Linked DNA regions of Mus musculus: regions 1 and 3 are each linked to region 2. Evidence: chromatin contacts called from public HiChIP or PLAC-seq data. All regions are on one chromosome and are shown on one strand. Each heading gives the region's core, a stretch centred on a gene start, on an enhancer-like site or on the middle of the called end of the contact. The rest is flanking DNA. Distances are from core to core; before and after follow the strand shown.

What was found. HiChIP or PLAC-seq counts read pairs in DNA pulled down with a chosen protein or histone mark.
Region 1: a FOXA1 HiChIP or PLAC-seq map of pancreatic cancer cells shows a contact between it and region 2. The contact joins the promoter of H2ac18 here to the promoter of Plekho1 in region 2. A contact is called at or near these places in 6 of 39 promoter capture datasets (cranial neural crest, embryonic stem cells, frontonasal cranial neural crest and 3 more), 2 of 484 Hi-C or Micro-C datasets (both in nephron progenitors), 10 of 115 datasets of contacts at active chromatin or transcription factors (astrocytes, bone marrow-derived dendritic cells, bone marrow-derived macrophages and 7 more) and 3 of 9 other capture datasets (adipose tissue, liver and macrophages).
Region 3: an HNF4G HiChIP or PLAC-seq map of pancreatic cancer cells shows a contact between it and region 2. The contact joins the enhancer-like site here to the promoter of Plekho1 in region 2. A contact is called at or near these places in 1 of 39 promoter capture datasets (hematopoietic stem and progenitor cells), 5 of 484 Hi-C or Micro-C datasets (B cells, the G1E-ER4 cell line, embryonic stem cells and 2 more), 12 of 115 datasets of contacts at active chromatin or transcription factors (craniofacial prominence, embryonic basal ganglia, embryonic forebrain and 6 more) and 2 of 9 other capture datasets (adipose tissue and embryonic stem cells).

What each region holds. Positions count from the first base shown.
Region 1 is chr3:96,243,988-96,248,136 of GRCm38.p6, forward strand. H2ac18 (H2A clustered histone 18) reads left to right here and starts at 1,510. Exons shown (of 1, transcript NM_013549.2): 1 at 1,510-2,065. The coding sequence starts at 1,594. The coding sequence ends at 1,986. H3c14 (H3 clustered histone 14) reads left to right here and starts at 2,698. Exons shown (of 1, transcript NM_178216.3): 1 at 2,698-3,361. The coding sequence starts at 2,899. The coding sequence ends at 3,309.
Region 2 is chr3:95,994,199-95,998,167 of GRCm38.p6, forward strand. It overlaps Plekho1 (pleckstrin homology domain containing, family O member 1), which reads right to left and starts at 1,641. Exons shown (of 6, transcript NM_023320.2): 1 at 1,573-1,641; 2 at 1,324-1,470. The coding sequence starts at 1,599.
Region 3 is chr3:96,133,710-96,137,564 of GRCm38.p6, forward strand. It overlaps Otud7b (OTU domain containing 7B), which reads left to right. Exons shown (of 12, transcript NM_001025614.1): 2 at 2,765-2,915. The coding sequence starts at 2,831. Among named protein-coding and RNA genes, the nearest start is that of Mtmr11, 26 kb to the right of the region's middle. Within about 2 kb of position 1,527, at least 25 of the 459 cell types and tissues checked have an H3K27ac peak or open chromatin away from gene starts, as enhancers often do. A contact at or near this core is called in pancreatic cancer cells, where this site is marked.

The DNA.
Region 1 (4,149 bases), core at 260-2,759, 250 kb after region 2:
GGAAGATATCACTCTGACTCTCACTTGTACTCTAGGGAGTGGCCCTGACCTCGTGGGTAACGGCCCTCATTTGCTATGATGCAAGTGAAAGGTAAAACAGTAACTTCACTCTGCCTTTAGCCAAAGGAGACAGACATCAAGCGAAGACAGAGACACCACACTTACAGTCAGCTTTCAGCTAACCTATTTATGTTTTTCAGAAGAGCCTGCTTCTTTAGGGACAATGTTCCCGAAGCAGCTCAGTGTGGAGCCAAACCACTTCCATACCCTTGGGTAGATACTTGTTTAGGACGTTCCCTGGGAGTTAATTATACAAGAGTCTGGCTCAAGTGTATCTCTTTCTGTTTTTAGAAGCATGTGGTAACTTGGAGCAGAAATACCCAAGGTAGCCTGGGACCCAATCTGCAGGGATGAGAGAAGAGCATTGACACTATGGGAATAGCAATGTGACAGGGCCAAAGGAGAGGCAGAGCTGACTGAAGAGCAGCAAAGGCAGGTGGGAGACACTCAGGGAAACAGGGGGTGGGGGGAGTGAAACTAAGGCAAACAGAAAACAAGCAACAATGTCTGTGTGGCTAAACAATTCTGATTGAATTTCTGGTGTGGTGCTTAAGACCTCGTATATAACTAGGAAAGTACTGTGCCATTGACCTACATCCCAGAATATGCCAAACTACAATGAAATAACATACAAAGTGCCATTAAGACTTCAATCTTTAACAAGCTGTACGTAAATCCCTCTTAAATCTTGTGACCTGAAACAGGAAATTTAGTCACCGTATGTAAACTGAAAACTGCACTAAAAAATAACAAGATCCAAGTTAAGCAATTTCTGACCCAAAAGACAAGTTACTTCACAGACGCCTCCGATGCTGATACTTTAATAAATGGACTGCCTAATGCTTTCCTACATTCTGACAATATATTAACACTAATTTTATGTAACTCCCCTGCAAAGTCGAAAGATACCCCTACACTTAATACTCCTCATTCAAGGGCACATGTAACTTGAGTAGAAATGATTTCTAATGTCAATGGGAGGTAGAAGAGAAAAAAACAAAAAAACAAAAAACCCAGGAAGCAGCAGAGACACCGTGGGTGGTTTCATACAGGAAACAGGGTAAGGCTGCCTGGCTCTGCCGGGACGACTCGCCAGTTTGGGCACAAAGATGGAGCTGAGGAAAGAACTCACAGCCTGTGCCAGTCACCTACACCTGGTACACCATGCCCTGTGGCCAAGTTTACGCGTGCTACCGGCTCTATTCCTGTTAGCTTCCTCAGCAGGAGAAACAGCGAGCAGGCCCAGCCGCCCGGCGACCCGCGGAGTGTCGCAACGACGGCCGCACGCAAATGAAGCCACCGAGCACGCGCGTCGTGATTCGCGCGTTCCAGGGCGGCGCCGGGGCGAGGGAGCCGGTCTTATGTAAATGAGAGGCTTCTGTCCGCGCGCTCCTATTGGCCACGGCGTCAGGACGCGTGTGAGCCAATGAGAGCGTCGGGCGGACAATCGGGTCTGCGTCTATAAAAGAGTGAGGCGTCGGCGCCGGAGTACCGTTTCCTGGTTGTGGCCGTTCGTCTGTTTGCGCTTTCGTGATGTCCGGTCGTGGCAAGCAAGGAGGCAAGGCCCGCGCCAAGGCCAAGTCGCGGTCTTCCCGGGCCGGGCTACAGTTCCCGGTGGGGCGTGTGCACCGGCTGCTGCGCAAGGGCAACTACGCGGAGCGTGTGGGTGCCGGCGCGCCGGTATACATGGCGGCGGTGCTGGAGTACCTAACGGCCGAGATCCTGGAGCTGGCGGGCAACGCGGCCCGCGACAACAAGAAGACGCGCATCATCCCGCGCCACCTGCAGCTGGCCATCCGCAACGACGAGGAGCTCAACAAGCTGCTGGGCAAAGTGACGATCGCGCAGGGCGGCGTCCTGCCCAACATCCAGGCCGTGCTGCTGCCCAAGAAGACGGAGAGCCACCATAAGGCGAAGGGCAAGTGAGGCCACTGCTCGCGTCGGCCCGCGTCTCTGTGATATAACCCCCGCGAGCTCCTAAAAAGGCTCTTTTCAGAGCCACCCACTGAATCAGATAAAGAGTTGTGTCACGGTAGCCGGTCTTGGTGGCCTTTCCTGGCCCTGCCCCAAAAGTAAGAGTGTCGTGTCCTCTGCTTCCTTGCCCATCCTGCCCGTGGTTCCCCCTGGTAGTTTGTTGTCGCTCTTTGGTTCATGCCCTGCCTCGGCGGAGCGGATACGCGGTTCTCGCTGACCGTCCCAAGCATTTAGCCCCTATCTGCCCACACCCTTGTCCTACACAACACTGTCCCTCACTCAGCGTCCACCCGCCTGACCCTTCCCAGGACTAAGACTCAACTAGGACGTCTAGGCCAATCTAGACATAAGTCGCAGTCAGCCGCGCTCTCGTCCGGTCCTTGGGGAATGTCTAGGAGGAGGAGGTGTCCCGCGAGGACTGGACGCGGCCGGCTCTAGGGATCATGGGGGACTGGGGCTGGGACTGTGGCTGTGGCTGGGCGGTGCTGCACAAACACTAGATTAGTTCTGCCCTGGGACTTTGGGCGGCGGGCGGGGGCGCGCGAGCTCCTCTTGGGCAGAGCCGGGACCCGCCCTCTACGGGCAGCTGCCAGACGTGGCTCCACCCTCGCAGAACGTTGGCAAGTGGACCGGGCGCGGGGCTGGACGTGGGGGGCGGGGGGGGGCGGGTCAGGTGGCGTGGCGGGCCCGAGCCAATGGGCGAGGTCGGGGCCGGTGACGCCACGGCCAATGGCGCGGCAGCGCGGGAGTTTCAAGTCGCTGTCTCCGCCCCGCCGCGGGGAAGACTGCGCCTATAAAGGCGGCCGGCTCGGGCCGGTATCAGGTCCCCGAGTGCTCCTCGTTTGGGTGTCTTCCGTCTTCGCCATGGCCCGTACGAAGCAGACTGCCCGCAAGTCCACCGGCGGCAAGGCCCCGCGCAAGCAGCTGGCCACCAAGGCCGCCCGCAAGAGCGCCCCGGCCACGGGCGGCGTGAAGAAGCCGCACCGCTACCGGCCCGGCACCGTGGCGCTGCGGGAGATCCGGCGCTACCAGAAGTCGACCGAGCTGCTGATCCGCAAGCTGCCGTTCCAGCGCCTGGTGCGCGAGATCGCGCAGGACTTCAAGACGGACCTGCGCTTCCAGAGCTCGGCCGTCATGGCGCTGCAGGAGGCGAGCGAGGCCTACCTGGTGGGGCTGTTCGAGGACACCAACCTGTGCGCCATCCACGCCAAACGCGTCACCATCATGCCCAAGGACATCCAGTTGGCCCGCCGCATCCGTGGGGAGCGCGCTTAAGCGCCCTGTCTCCCATCCATTCCCCACAAAGGCTCTTTTCAGAGCCACCACAGCTTCCCGGAAAGAGCTATTCAGCTTTTTGTCTTAAATTGCCTTTGCATTCTTCTAGGTTTCTGCAGTGGCTGGTGCTTACTGTCCACCGAGCCTCTTTTAATAGTTGCCTATAGTCGCTTAAGAATGTGCTAATTTCGGGGGCAATTGCGAGCGCAGTGACTAAAATATCTTATCCAGGTGCTCAACCTCTGCATTCCTCTTCTAACATCAGTCTTAATTCGTTTTTCTTTTATCTTTTTCGTTCCCTTCTAATGTAATTTGACATGATAGAGCTTTTTCTTTTTTTAAAATGAGCACCTGGCTCATTGAAGCCAAGTGTCAGGCCTTGCAAGGCTACTTATATTGCCCTTTACAAATTAGTATACTTTATTGCTAACATGCGTTGCTTTTCTATGTTTTTGGAGTAGATGTTTACAGCCACCTTCCAATGTTTTGATAGTTTACTTGGGAGATCCTCGTGTTCATTACATTACAGGTTTTAAGTTTTAGCATTGAGTATCTTATCTGCCTGCTATCAGGTGAGTTACTCCATTCAAATTTAATTACTATGATGATGGTATGTAAGTCGTGTGTGTGTGTTAGAGGTACCACATAGTAAAAGGCTGACCTACAAACAACGTTCCTTTGGTTCCATTCTAATTGTCCTAATTTCAGATTATCCACTTTACTGATAGATAACTTTCCTTTCCCCCCTCTCATCTATTAGAAGTTCCTTGTCCTTTGCTCAAAACTCACAAATCACCAAATACTTTACAAATGCTTTTGAGTTGTATAACACTATTCTTC
Region 2 (3,969 bases), core at 391-2,890:
GTAGGAAGCCCTTCCTGATTGCTAACTACATTTCCTGGCATTATGAAGTTCGGGGAAGACAGGAGATATGAGGTGACACCCACTGCTGCTTTTAAAATAAACAAAAATAGAAAGCAAGAGAATCGTTGGGGGAGCTCTCTGTAGGATTCGAGAGCAGGTAGCAGTGGCCCTCGAGAGCACACTCGGTCAAGGCTTCCCTTAGCTTGCTCTGAGGCCTCTCCAACCGTTATGTTTTGGCCCCTTCAAGAGGGGCCTGGGGGCTCAACACTAGTTCTCTGCTTGTCTCAGTAGACTGCTTTGAGATGAGTACAGCTCTCCAGCTGCAAGTGTATCTGCTTCGACACCATAAAAGGCTTTATTTACCCAAATACAAGGGCAGAAAACAAGTGTCTAGTGACAAAAGCAGAACAGGTTAGAGCTAAGGGAGGGCTTCCCACTCGGTTGGTTTTGGGTGAGGGCAGGCAAGGGAGGAAGGGCCAGTCTGAAAGGGACAGGAACAGGCCACCATGATCAGACAGTCACAGGGAAGCAAGTTCAGTTTCTCAGCATTCTTGTTATTGAGTCAAGAGTTGGGGCTTCACAAAGGGGGAAGGGATCTGGATTCCACGACCTGGCTTTATATTCTGACCCCATGTGCCGGGCTGTGGTTTCCTGTAAAACTACAGAGCCAAAGCCATGGAGACACACACACAGGCGCTCACAGTCCTAACTCCATTCCCCCTGTCTACAAATAAAGATGGGCAGAATATGAGTTCCTTGAATTTTTTTTTTCTTTTTTCTTTTTACCCTTTAAGTGGAGTGGACGGTGAGGAACAAGCCTGGTTCAGGATGCTAGCTCCTACAAGAATCCGGCATTCACCGCTGCTCTACCCCTGGTCCCAGAGACTGCCTCCAAGTTGTGTTTTCTATGATTTAGGGAGACTGTGCTACTCAGGGGACCTACATATGCCCTCCTCCCTCCCAACCCCCGCAGGAACGGAGAGAGTGGTGGGCTGGGGTGGGGAAGACAGGAAGGATCGAGGGATACGAATACCAGTGTGTAACAAAAACAAACCCCACCAAAACCCCCAACCGTATTTTAGGGGGCCAGAATAGAGGGAGAGGCGGCGGATGTCAGAACTTCTGAGAAAGGTGTCCGCAAAGGCACATCAAATAAGTAAACTCCTAAACCCCACTCAGGTTCTCTCACTCGGGGGTGACTTTTTTCTGCAGACACAGGACTTTTGCGACCCCTGAACTTGCAGAGATGGAGGCGGGGCAAGCCGGAGAACTAGCCGCCGTGGGGACAGGGTCCCGACGGCTCGCGCAAGGGCGGGCGCCTACCTCCTTCTCGGAGACGTAGAGCTGGTCGCCTTTCAGCACCACATAGCGGTTTTTCCAAATCTCCCTGAAAATCCCTTTCCCGCAGAATTTCCGGACCCAGCCGACCTTCTCGGGCGCCGCAGACTGATGGTTTCCATCCGGAGGCCCCTGCCCGGGGCGAGACGAGGAGCGGCGGCTCAGACTGGTCTCTGCGCCCTCCCCGCCCCCCCCGCCAGCCCCAGCCCCATTGTCCGCGCGCCGCGCACTCACCCGCTTGCCGGAGCCGCTCTTCTTCATGGCGGGATCGGGCGGCCGCGCCCGCTGCTCGCTCGGCGGCTCGTGCTAGCCGCAGGCCGGGCCCCCGCTGCCCCCGCCGCCCCCGTCGCCCATGCCCGCCCCCGCCGCACCGGCCCCGGCCACCGCCGCTGACGTCGCGGGCTCCGAATGAAGGGCGGACCGCGGCGCCGCCGCCGTGCGCTCCCCGCCCCCCGCCTTTGTTTCCGACCCGGCACCCGGCGGAGGCGCGAGCGGATAACCGGGAGGCGCGGCGGTGGGGGCGGGCCCGAGGCGTGGCGAGCGGGATGGAGCGGAGGCGCCGTGGGAGAGCGGCCGCCTCGGACCCGCAGACTCCGGCTGGCGGAGCCCCGGGAGTCTCCACTCTCGACCTACTGCCGGGCGGACGTGAGCGCCCCGCGAGGCCTGCGGTAAACACGCGTGCAGCGGCGGGGAGGCCCGGAGGACGCTCGGACCGCGAGCTCTTCTGAGTCCTGTGTTTCTGATGTGGCTTGGAGGGAGCCCAAGTTTGAGCGCGGCTTTCCTCACCACTCCTGGGTCTCTGTTCCCCTACCTGGTAAAAGGAGGATCAGCTGACCCATGAAAGCCCGCGAGGACCCAACTGTGTCTTTTAGGTTCAATTACTACCAGACAGTAAGCTAATAAACCTGGTGTATGGTAAACACAACCACCACGAATGAGTAAAGCCCAGAGCAGGGGAATTATTTTTTCCCAGAGACGTCCAAGATGAAGTGTTGGTAAGTTTGTGGTTTGAGGAGTGGAGGATGTTTGGGCTTTTTGGGAGAGAATTTATCAAGAAAGATACCTCTTCTTAGACCCACCGTGCTTCCCAGTCCTGCAATCTCACTAGCCATATAATTGACTTCTATTTCAGGTGGATACAGAACTTTATGCTTTCAAAATGCTCTTATATTGGCACTTTAGAATGTCGAGTACCATTTTGTAAGGCATATAAGAGTGAGGATATTATCCCTTGGGAAAAGATCAGTCCAGCACAGGGAACCATTTGTCATGCTCAAACTGACACACTGCTGTTACATGAGTTAGCATAGAGGTTTTCTAACCCGGGTCTGCCTTTTAGACTTTGTACACGTGTACACAGCACACTTTGCAGACTACCCCCTACACACACAGCACACTTTACAGACTATCTCCTCCTCATCTCTGTTTGGTACTGGCCTGTTTAAAGGGCAAAGAAATGACTGAGAAAGGCTTTAGGAGGGAGCCTATGTACTAGCATGAGGGCACAGCTGAGGGAATGAGCTTTTGGGAACTTGTTGGCTGAGCAGGTAAGAATGCTTTGGATTATTTTGTCTTTATTTTTTAATAAGACAAGGTCTTTTTTGTTTGTTTGTTTGTTTTGGTTTTGGTTTTTTTCCTAGACAGGGTTTCTCTGTGTAGCCATGACTGTCCTGGAACTCACTCTGTAGGCCAGGCCATCACTGCTGGGCTTATGACAAGGTCTTACACAGCCTACCTATGCTGCTTTCAGACTTGTTACATAGCCAAGGCTGGTCTTGGTCTACCGAGCCTCCTGTCTCCACGTGATTTACCAAGTTTAAATAGGGGCTGAGGGCGTGGCTTGTGGTAGAGTTCTTTGCCTAGCACTCAGCAGGGCGTCTAGCATAATCACCCGCAAATCACCCGCACTCACTCCAAGGAGGAAAAGGAAAGATAGATTTGGCTCAAGGCAGAAGGAATTCATGTCTGCCTCATCTCCCTCTTCTCTGCAGCTTTCATTTAGTCAACAGCTACTAGAGTCTGTCTCTCCAGTGTGCAAGACCCTGGGCTCCGCACAGCACCAGGCAGGAGCTAGTGCTCTGTGAAACATCAGGCGGAGGGACTCGTAAAAAATAACCAAAGTAATTTTCAGATTCTGGAGCAGATGCTTGTGGGCTGCAGCACCTTCTCTGCCTGTCTGTGTCTTGAGATGTTACATAAATCTCTGGCTGGTCCCCATCCCTCCCGGCCCCTCCCTCCCAGTAACCTGAAATATTAACCTTATAGCCCTGGCCTTCTCCCTCACCGTTGCTTCGTTGCCTTGACACTGCATGCTCCTATAAGCCAGCTGGTTTGCTTTAAAGCTGGCCTTTCTCACCGAGTGAACCTCATGGCACCTGCATTTGGATCTAAGTGGGACTGTTTTTAGAGACCAGTGCTTAAGTGAGAAATTGGAATAGCACTTCTGGTTTCCTTTACACATTGTTATAGCACTCAGTGAGCATCTCTCTCTCTCTCTCTCTCTCTCTCTCTCTCTCTCTCACACACACACACACACACACACACACACACACACACACACACAACTTGAGCTAATCTCTCTAGGGAGATAAGATCCTGCAGGGACTCATGTGGCTTAGCATGCCCACCTGT
Region 3 (3,855 bases), core at 277-2,776, 140 kb after region 2:
CTTCTCCCTCAGGAGCCTCTCTCGATCTGGCTGGAAATTGTTTGCATGCCTGTGGCTCAGTCTCCTTCGTTCCACGGAGCGCTGTGTGTGCTGTTTCGTCTTTCCCACGTCCTTTCAGAAAGCTGTTAGAGTAGCTTACAGTGGCTTGACTGTCTGTCTGTCTGTTTGTTTGTTTGAGGCAGGGTGTCATAGTTCTATCTGCCCTCGAACTCATTACATAGACCAAGCTGGCCTCGAACTCACAGGGAATTACCTGCCTGCCTCTGCTTTCAGAATTCTAGTATTAAAGACCTGAGCCACCACACAAGTTTACCTTATTTTATTTTTTAAGAGTAAAGATTTAAGTTCATTTTGGAGTTAGTCTCTTAATTTTGGACTATTTATGTTTGTTACTTGGATAGTGCCCATGTCCTGTGACAAAGTGGTGAATACAGTGGGCTTTGGAGAGAATTCTCATTTGCATTAGATGAAAAGCCTTTCATTCACCTGTGAATTCTGAAAGCATTTAATTTTTTTTTTTTTTGGACAGGGTCTTTCTTTGTAGCTTTGAATTCTCAATCCTCTCGCCTCTGCCTCTTGAGTGCTGATGTTAGAAATGTGTAATACTTGCCTGCCTTGAAATTCAATACTTTTTATTGTTGTTGTTGTTGAAACACTTTATTCAGAGGCTTGGGGGAAAGTTGTAGAAGTCCATGTTGTCTGCTGTCCTGCCCAGGGCAGACCTTAGAGATCTCCCTGTCACTAAGAGCTTGAAACTCAATTCTTAGGCACAAGTTGCAAGGGGGCTGGGTCACTTCATAGAAAGCTTGGCCAGAAGCTCTTCATGTAGTTCTGGATTAGTGTGAGATTAACAGCAGGGGCTGTTTACCTTAGGCTGGATTGCTGGCTTGGTGCTTAGGATAGTGAAACAGATGCAAATTAGACATTTGTTTATAATGAATTTAGTCACTAGGTATTTATAACTGCCTATTATATTGTAGATACCTTGCTCAGTGTTGGACTAGGGATATGAATAAATCATGCTCTGTACCCATTGGTTTCTTGTATTATTAGAGCACTATAAGAAATAGTGATTTCTCTTTTAAAAAAAAAAATCCAAAGAACTACCACCAACAAAACAATTCAGTTATCAGGTTAGAGACTTATAATTTTTACAACCCACAAAAATTTGCTATTTGCCTTACTAGTTCTAAAAATGTAGAAAAATGGAATCAGATCATACTACAAAAAAGTTGTATTAAGGGATAGAAGAGGAGTGAAGAAAAAAATCCTTGGAGGTCATGCTTAGGCTTTAGGTTTTCGGAGGAATGTATTGTCTGAGTCATCTGTTGTTTTCAACAATTCTGGTTTTGTCTTTTCCAAAAAGATGATTAGTGGGTGCAATGAGACAGTTGGATACCTGGGCACTTTATGAACGAGCCCCTTCTACAGAGCACCGTAAGACTAATGAGTGTGGTCAGAGGTGGATCTCCACCCTATTTTTGCTTTCTCAGCTGGGACTATTAACCTCAGAGGAATGTTGACATGGTGCCAGGCTGTCAGGTCAGGGACATAGTTTCTGCTAAAGTCAAGTCTGAAAGAGGGATCTTTTCTCAGGTAAACTGGCACTCGTTTGTCCTGGGAGACAACTCTTTCTGATTGTGTTTCCTGAGTTCTGCAGTTAGTGACTGTTGGGATGAGCCTCTGGGATCTCCACTCAGAGTGTGGAATAGTTTGTTATTTTGAGAAGTTTCAGCATTCAGTTTACTCTTCCTGTTTTCTCAACTAGCATGAGAATATTAGTCAGCCTTGAAGTCATCTGCTGTATAGTGTTATTTTGTTTAATAAGTATCTACTAAGGGCCAGTGTGCCTTGTACTGTGTCAAGTAGTTCATCCTGAGGATAGATCAGTAAAGAAGACATGCAACTTCCTATTTCCAAAAATTTGACATGAAAATCAAAGGCTAGGGCTGGTGAGATGGCTCAGTGGGTAAGAGCACCTGACTGCTCTTCCGAAGGTCCAGAGTTCAAATCCCAGCAACCACATGGTGGCTCACAACCATCCGTAACGAGATCTGACTCCCTCTTCTGGTGTGTCTGAAGACAGCTACAGTGTACTTACATATAATAAATAAATAAATCTTTAAAAAAAAAAAAAAAAGAAAAAGAAAATCAAAGGCTAGGCAAAGAGTGATTAAAGTACGTTCAGAAGAAAGCCAGAGCATGGTGGCACATACCTGTAATATCAGCATTCACAAGGCTGAGACAGGATGATTGCTACAGGTTTGAGGTTAGCCTGAGCTACATACGAAGCATTGTCTACAAAACCAAAAACCCTTAATAATCAATATGTTTCAGGAGGGACATGAGCATGGCGCCATTTAGGAAATATTGTAGGTCAGAGAGCTTTCTAGGGCAGCAGATTGCTGCCTTCTCCCTTTAGACTGGAGGGGCAGACATGGCACTAGGGTGGGTATAGAGCACTTCCTAGTATATGCAATCCCTGGGCTACATCCTCAGTGCCTTTCTCCTTAAAAATCAAACCAAAACAATGAAAAAAGCAGAAGCAAAGCTTTGTTGAGTAGTTTGTAGTTACTGTAGGTATTAAAATATTGTTAACAAGGAAATGAAATGTGATTCTTCATGAAAAAATTTATTTTTTGTTTGAAAATTCAGTTGGAATGAAGGAACCAGAACAGTTAGCATGTGTTAAGAGACTGTTGAAATCGGGCTGTGATGATGCTGTTCTGGTTAGGTGAGCCTTGTGCATGCATCTCCTTTTCAGGTCAGAGCCTGGATTTGGATCTATGTTCTGCTCACATCCTGCTGCCTGAGAGTACCTGATGATCCCATGACCCTGGACATGGATGCTGTCCTGTCGGATTTTGTTCGTTCCACAGGTGCAGAGCCAGGGCTGGCTCGAGATCTTCTAGAAGGTAAGGAGAAAGTGAGAAAAGAGAAAGCAAAATCCCATTAGGGTGATTTGGAACATTTTAAGGGGATCAGAAAAATGTTTTGAGTGCTGTAAACCCTCCATTTTAGTTGCTTCTATTGAAACCACAGATTCCCTGGTCACCTTGTATGTATTAGGTGCTTGCTTCATTGTGAATTTATATTCAGGTAAGTCAAGGGGAAAGTTAGATTAGCCCACTAAAATAATCATACCTGATCTTGTCCTCTAGCCATTATGCACACGCTATACATATATACTACCCACTTGTTCTAGCATCTATATGCATTTGTATGCACATACAACACATATATACCACACATGTGCCCAACAACACACTCAAAGTTAAGGAAAAAATAAAAATAAAATCATCCTCTTAAAAGAGCAAGTGTTTCATTGTGTGTGTAGTGTACCCAGTATATGCAAAGTACTTGATGTATTATTCTCTCAGCTGCTGTGTTATATAATTGCAGTGAAATTACATAGGATTTGAACCTTGACCGGTTTTCAGAGTGTGGCTCTTAATGATCATGTTACAAATACTTCTTGCATGTTGTAAACACTCATAAAATTGAAAAAAAACAAACAAACTAAGAATGTCATGAGTATGAAGAGGGAAATCTAATTTAGCTTTCAGGAAGGACTACCCAGGAAAAATCGCTTAATAAGATGACCCTAAGAGGAGAGAGAGTGATGTAATGGAGTGGTGAGCGAGATGGGAAGAGTGGTTCGTGAGTGATGGGAGCTGGCAGGGTGGACAGGAAGCAGAGTATGGGGGCGTTTGTTCGCCATAGTCAGGAATTTATACTTTCAGTTTACTGGAAGTAAAGTTTTTAATAGTATAAGAATAGTTTTTAGAGTTTAAGGGTTTAATCTGTTTCAATAGGTTATATATAGGCCATTGGTAAAGCCAGGTAAGAATTTAC